Linked DNA regions of Triticum aestivum: region 2 is linked to region 1. Evidence: chromatin contacts called from public Hi-C data. All regions are on one chromosome and are shown on one strand. Each heading gives the region's core, a stretch centred on a gene start, on an enhancer-like site or on the middle of the called end of the contact. The rest is flanking DNA. Distances are from core to core; before and after follow the strand shown.

Region 1 (3,698 bases), core at 302-2,801:
CGGTTAGTGTGTATATGCCAGTGGCTATCTCAGATCAAATACACAAATCTCGTTAAAGCGCATTATTATTTAGTAACCACAGACAACGACCAGGGCCCATGCCCACCTCTCTCCTAGATGGTCTCCGCCTGCCTATCGTTTCGCCACAGTGAATCACTGGCGGTGCTCTCCGAGCCAACTTGACTTTAACATATCATGTATATTGTATATCCATGATCATCGCCCAAAGGGATCACGACCCGATAGTGTAGCATGTCAAGCATACAAGGGTGTAGGGCCATTGATGGGACTCTAGCATTCTTATACTAAGCATATAGGATAACAGGTAAGGTATCAACAACAGTTATCAATAACACTATGCATCAGAAATAGGATCTACTGATAAGACACCAACTGAATGGACACTCTAATGCAAGAAGTAGAGGGAAAGAATGGGAGATATCGGAATGATAAAGGGGGTTTGCTTGCCCGGAAGCTCTACTGAGAAGTATGGGTCGTCGGCGATGTTGTCGCACTCAGGGTCAACGGCAGTCTCGGGGTCTACAAAAAAGGAAAGAGAGGAGGGGGGAAACAAATAAATAACGGGCAGGCAAACACAGCACAGATGCATGCCATGCCAAAAGTGTTGATTATGTGCTCTAATGCACTACTACATATTTTAAAAGAGGAGGGAAAATATTTAGGAATATTTTCCCAGCTCCAGATATTATTCTGTTAATTGGTCCTAATGCAAAATGTCAATGTTAATTAAGATAGAAGTATTTTTCATTCATGTGGATGAAATATTCAAATTCTTTATGTTTTTCTGATCAATTTTCATATATAAATTATTTTCATCCGAATTATAGACTATTTTATATGAATTCCAAATTTTAAATGATTTTCTATTTTTTCTGGAATATTATTAATTCAAAAATAAATCTTAATTGCTATAGGTACACATAAGTGTACCCAACAGTGTGCACATGTGACTGACAGTGGGGCTACTGAGCTGAGTCCATAGCCCAATCAGTAGTCAACAGTTTGACTATTGACTGGTCAAACCTGACCAGTGGGTCCCACTAGTTAGTGACAGGGTTTATTAACATGGTTTAATTAGAATTTTTATACTAATTAACTTGTGGGGTCCAGTGGTTAGTGACACATTTAGTTAATAGAGTTTTAATAAAAGTAAATCTAATTTAGGTTACTTAGTGGTTGGGGTCGAGTAGTCAGTGTTGACAGGTTTAATTAGAGTGAACTAATTGCTACAGTGAGCGGGGCCTGCGTGCTGGTGGGGATTAGTGCTGTGTTTATCTGCTAGGGTCTGTCTAGAACACATTTAGATGTGACATAACTATGTCACATCTTATGTCACATCTAAGTTGATGTCCACTCTGTTTGTGGTCTATTTTTTTTTAGTTTTTTGTGTTTTGTTGCTGCATTATATATTTGTGGGAGTTTAGATGTGACACCCTTAAAAAATATTTAGATGTGAATTAGTCAAACTGTATCCACTAACCCAGTTGCTAATGACCTGGGCCCACCATAGTTGCCAATGATGCTCCAGCAACCATCCGAGACAGCGGTGACGTGCGGGATTCGCCGTCCGGCAACGAAATCGCACACAGTTGGTCGCGTTCAAACGCGGGCGTTCAGCCGCGTTCAACGGTGCCACGAGCGTGATCTAAGATGGGCTATAATGACGGCGGCGTCGACGTGCAACGGCGGCCGGAGTCGAGCGTGGATGGTTCCGGCAATGCAGCGCGAGAGTGGGCGAACTAAGGCCATGGGGAGCCCCAGGGGAGACGCCCTGAGCAAGCTGGCATCCTCGGCTGGCTATAAAAGGGGCGGCAGCGACTGCAACAACTATGGTGGCGGCGCTGTGCTTCGGCCATGACGGACACCACAGCTAGGGGGCGCGAGATGCGGCGTAAGGAGAGAGGAAAAAGAGAGGATATCACCGGGGAGGCACAAGGAGTCCCGGCGAGAAGCTACTAGCTGCACTGGCGGCGAATCGACACGGTGGACAACAGCGGCCGAAGGAGGAAGACAAGCTCGATCCCGTCGTTGAACGGTGCCCCGGTCAATATGGACCTTGCAGACGATGTGGACGACGACGGGGAAGCGGATGGACAAGCTCCTAGGCGCCGGGGAGCTCAGTTGGCGCGAGGGCGATAGCGGCAACGGCGACGATGATGTCCGATAAGCGATGTGAAGAGCAGAGTCACGCGAGGGGGGGGGGGGGGGGGGGGGGGGGGGGGGGGGGGGGATTAGGGGAGCTAGGGTTCGTTAACGGCGTCGAGGGGGATTGTACGACTACATGGGAGAGCAGAATGCGCGCCGCGTGGCGATCCCCGGCCATGGACGCGCTCTCGCTGCGTCCACGGGGGCGCGGTGAATAGAGGTAGGGGATGAGGGGGTTAAGTAGGCTGGGCCTCACTGTTCTCATAAGGCCCAGTTGCATAGTTTGACTATTTTCTTTCATTCCTTTTCTTTTCCGCCTCTTCATTTTTTCCTGTTTTGCATTTTGTTTTAATACCAAATGATTTTAGATGTTGAAGAAACTTGTCACATAAAAAGTAGGCAATGTTTTGAGCTAGCCGACCAAGTCACAATTTATTTTGAAAAGTTTAAATATTTATTTAATCTGGAAAGGCCCAATTAAATGTTGATGGTTCTATATTAATGATGCTAATGGCATTCTAATAAATTCTAATGATGTTTTTCCTTCAAGAAAATTACTTAGTGAATATTTGCAAGACCCACATCATTTTTGTTTTACTGTTTGAAGGAATAATAATTTGACTTGCAATTTGAATTTGCATTTTGGATTAATTATTAATTGCAATTTAACTATGATAATCATGATGACATGGCACATTATGTAGGATAATGACATGAATAATATCTAGGGGTGTCACATAACTGCAAGAACCTCATGTTGAACGTGAACTTGTCTCCCATAAACGATCATCTATGAAAAAGGCTATAAGAAACCCAATAAATTCAACCATCTGTGCAACTTCTAGTACTTCAAACTTAGGTGGACTCGTTTCACAATGGGTAACCTAACCATTTGAGTATGCTCATTTCACTACAAAAAAGTTAGAACTAACTCCCTACCATTTCCATAACATTTGATTATATTACTTGAAACCCGGGTGGATTGAACATCAAACGATCAAATAGATTTTGATTGCAAGAGGCTTTGGGACTAGATGGCTTATTTGTATGGACATGATCATCTCCTCTGGCTCTTCATCATTTCTTCTTAACACCATTCCTGAGAAATAATTTTTGTGTAAGGGATGGGTTAGACCGGGAGATCATTTATCTACTATGTTGTTTGTGTTGGCTGCTCATCTCTTCCAATCCGCCCTCAATGAAGCTATAAAAAATGAGCTCGTCAAAGCACATATACTCGCTCCCTTGCCCTAATTTTCAAGTAATTCAATATGCAGACGACACTGCAATGATCATGTATGCTTGCCAATCTCAACTGGAGCAAGTTAAAGTCTCCTCATGAATTTTACTATTTACAATGAATTTATATTTAAATTTAGCAAGCCTTTGATGGTTCCAATTAACACTAGCCATGAAAAATGCAAGTACTTGCAAATATTCTTGGATGGAAAATTGTCAGCTTTCCTCTTACCTTCTTGGGTCTTCCACTTTGCGTAACCAAACCAAGAATTTAGGATTTTGTTCCTGTCATG
Region 2 (3,698 bases), core at 589-3,088, 310 kb before region 1:
AAATTTGGTGGGAATCGGAGTGTTTGAATTATGGAGCCTGAGCGAGTCAGAGTTTGCTCGCCGCCTGCGCAGCCTCCATATATGATGGATGGACATCGCCGATATGGCGAATCTCTAGAGTTGCTCTTACATTCCATTTCACTTGGTTCTTCAACGAAAAATAATAACACCCTAAAAGAACTTTGACTAGTAAAACAAAGAAAAAAAATCCTATTTATATGGATCTCTAGATCCATTTTTTAGTTGAAGCTCGATGTGATGCACTACAAGGGCTATGCAGAAGATTATAAAAGTTCAAACACATGCATGGGCTGAGAGAGGGAGACAGAGGGAACCAAATAATAAAATATTATCATCATTACCCCTTGTCAAGATCTTCATCACCACAATGAATGCACATTCGAGCATAATAGGTTTACCATGTTGAATCTGAACAATCTGGATTAAGTGACAGAGAGTTTTGGGCACATCAGCGAGATTTGAGCATTCACTTAAGAAAACTTGAAAGATGGGACGATGCAAATGGAAGAAACATGTGATTTGTACATGTCACAAATGAAATGCTTTTGTTCATGCAACTGGTCAAAAACTGTGCATGTTTACTTGCTGTAGTAAACATTTAAATTTGGAGGGAATAAACGTGTTTGAATTATGGAGGCTGAAATATTACGAGTCTGAGTTTACTTGTCGCTTGCGTAGTCTCCATAGCAAGTGGATGATGATCGCCGATATGGCGACTCTCAAGAGAAACACTCCCTAAAAGAACGTTAAATAGTAAACAAAGGAAAAAAAATCCTATTTCTACGAATCTCTGGAACCATTTTTCTGCTGAATCTCGAAGTGATACACTCCAAGGGCCATGCAGAAGATTATAAAACTTCAAACACGTGCCTGGGCTGAAAGAGAGAGGTATAGGGAAATGTTGATCACACATTTGAAAAATGTTGGTCACGCATTTGAAAAATGTTCAATTTGTATAGAAATATGTTGACCATGTACTAAAAAAATGATGAAACATTTTCATAATGTATATAAAATATGTTCAAAAAGAATTTGAAAAAAGGTTGAACAAAGCATTTAGAAAATGTTAAATGTGTATAGCAAAAATGTTGACCAAGTGTTCAATTTTTTATATATTTCATTTCGAAAATATTTAACAAGCATTTGAAAAAAATGTAAATGAGCATATCAAATATGTTAATCCTTGTATTTCAAAAATCTTGATCAATCATTTGAAAAATGTCACGTTGTCTATAGTAACAATGTTGACAATGTATTAAAAAGGTTAAACCAACATTAAAAAATGTTAAACGTGTATTTGAAAAATGTTTTTGAATATACAAAAAATGTTGAATAAAAACAAAAGACACAAGGAAAACCAAGAAATGGAACTAATAAAGAAAAACGTGAACTAAAAATAAAAAACGAAAAAACAAATGTAGAAAGAATAAAAAGTGAAAACAAAACAAAAACCAAAAAAGAAAAAACAAAAGAAAATGAAAAGGCATTTAAAACTAAAGAAAGAAATGGAAAAAATGGAGAAGGAAAAAGAAAAAGAACAAAAAAGCCAAAAAGGAAGAAAAACGGAATAACACATAAGAAAATGGAGAAAGAGAAAAAAAACTAGAAAACCAGTTGGGCGCGCCCAGCTACTTTAACATGAAGTCGAGTGAGCTGAGTGGGTAAGAGCGTAACACCCTGGAGACCAGGGATTGATCCCCGGGTTCCCTCATTTTCTTCTATCTTTTTTAAGACTGCACGCTCGTAACGGACCGACCCGACATTGTAGCGCTTGACGTGAGGGTTTCCCCTCGCTTAATGCGAGATATAGACGGCGCGTGTTGGCTGTGAGTTAGACGGCTGCCTGGCCTACTGGGTGCCAGTGTTGGGCTGGCCCAGTAGGACGTGGATCGTTATGCTAACGTCACTCAATTATCTTTTTTTATCTCTTTTAAGTTTATTTATATTTTTAATGTGCATCATCAGTATTTCTTAAAAAACTTAAAACCACTAATTTGAAAACAATATTAGCATCGTATGAAAAATTGGTTAGCGTAGTTTAAAAAAGTGTTGATAACTTAAAAAATGTTTGTGACAATGAAATAATGTTCCATGTGTCTATAATATGTATTAATTTTTTTAAATGAGTATGAAATGTAAACAAGTTTGCGTCACATAAATATTTTGGTACTATTAAAAAATTTGCATGACATTTTATGGAAATATTTCCGCATTCCAAAAAAAATCTGTTTCATTTCAAAAAAGTTATACAGAATGTAAAAAATATTCACTTAGGCTAAAAAAATGTTTCTTTCCATTAAAAGGATATGTGTAATTTTATAGAAATAATCATGTGTGTCCAAAATTGTGTACGAATATTTAAAAAATGTTTATGCAATGTAAAAAAATTGTAGCATAGTTTATAAAATATTTATTTCCATTAAAAATGTACAACATGTATTTGGAATATTTTACCATGTATTCAAAACTTGTTCAAAACATGTATTTTAAAAAAGTACATCATGTATTTGAACAAAGTCCAACGCTTGTCAGACAAATATTTCACGTGTGCTCCAAAAATGTGCATTGTGTATCTATACAATATAAAAAGACCCAAAGGGGCAGATCCAATTAATCTCGGTCATCAAATCATGTCAATCCAACGACCTAGACTGCTTCAATATCAAGCGCTCAACACGTTTAGCGTGCAGTTAATTTCATGCCAAATATAGTGCTAATCACATAATAACACGCAAATAATATCCTACTTAATATCCACATGCACTTAATATACTTCCAAATCAACGTGCATTGCACGTACACATTGACTAGTTGAGAAAAAGTAGACATGTGCTGCAAAACCAAAAACTGGTCTCTGCTTCCTTTTCTTAGCAAGAAAATTCTCACTCCACTACGGAGTAGCAAGATTTCGTGCATTTTGCACTATGGGAGTGCATGCATGCCACGGCCTTCGATCTATAGTTCTTACACGAACCAACCTGTTGTTGGGATGATTAGGTGGGCAGTGGTATCCCCAGCCCACCAGGATTCAAATCCTGGTGCTCGCATTTATCCTGGATTTATTTCAGGATTTCCGGCGATACGCTTTCAGTGGGAGGAGACGTTCCCGTCGACTACGAGGCGCCCATGATGACTTCGTAAAATCTCAAAATGATATGCCGGCTCAGTCTCTGGGAGGTGCTCATAGGGGTAGAGTGTGCGTGTGTGCGTTCATAGGGTGACTGTATGCGCGTTTATATGAGCGCTTGCGTCTACTGTGTTAAAAAAAAATTCTATAGTTCTTACTAGCTCTGAATCGTGAGAGCATCTCGGAATCTTTGCTTTATTGACGTTTGGTTGCGCCCTCAAAAGCGGTGGCTTCAGCACTCAAAAGGAAAGCCAGCAAAGCGGCAGCCATGCCATACGCATTGCATGCAATGCATAACCTGGGAAACACCCATGGCCTTTTTCGCTTTGTACCTCGCTTTACTTTTTTGCCCTTTGCCGCCATGGTTGCATACTTGCATGCATGTACCAGTAGTACTCTTATCCTGCCGATCGAAGCTGGCAATCACAGGGTGTCCCGCAGTTAAGGCCATGGATCCGCTGCTGCATGCTCAGAGCTCACCGTGGAGATCGGTCCTTGAGTCGGTGCCGGCCGCTGCCGTTGATCGTATTAATATATGCATGTACGCCTT

The links. Hi-C and Micro-C count contacts between places; a contact is called where the count stands out from the background.
Region 2: a contact with region 1 is called in a Hi-C map of an unstated tissue, with 5 times the contacts expected there. The contact joins two enhancer-like sites. A contact is called at or near these places in 2 of 5 Hi-C or Micro-C datasets (leaf and an unstated tissue).

What each region holds. Positions count from the first base shown.
Region 1 is chr7D:622,424,309-622,428,006 of IWGSC CS RefSeq v2.1, reverse strand. No RefSeq gene overlaps it. Among protein-coding and RNA genes, the nearest start is that of LOC123170025, 4.1 kb to the left of the region's middle. Within about 2 kb of position 1,551, at least 5 of the 8 cell types and tissues checked have an H3K27ac peak or open chromatin away from gene starts, as enhancers often do. A contact at or near this core is called in leaf, where this site is marked.
Region 2 is chr7D:622,734,126-622,737,823 of IWGSC CS RefSeq v2.1, reverse strand. No RefSeq gene overlaps it. Among protein-coding and RNA genes, the nearest start is that of LOC123168017, 12 kb to the left of the region's middle. Within about 2 kb of position 1,838, at least 5 of the 8 cell types and tissues checked have an H3K27ac peak or open chromatin away from gene starts, as enhancers often do. A contact at or near this core is called in leaf, where this site is marked.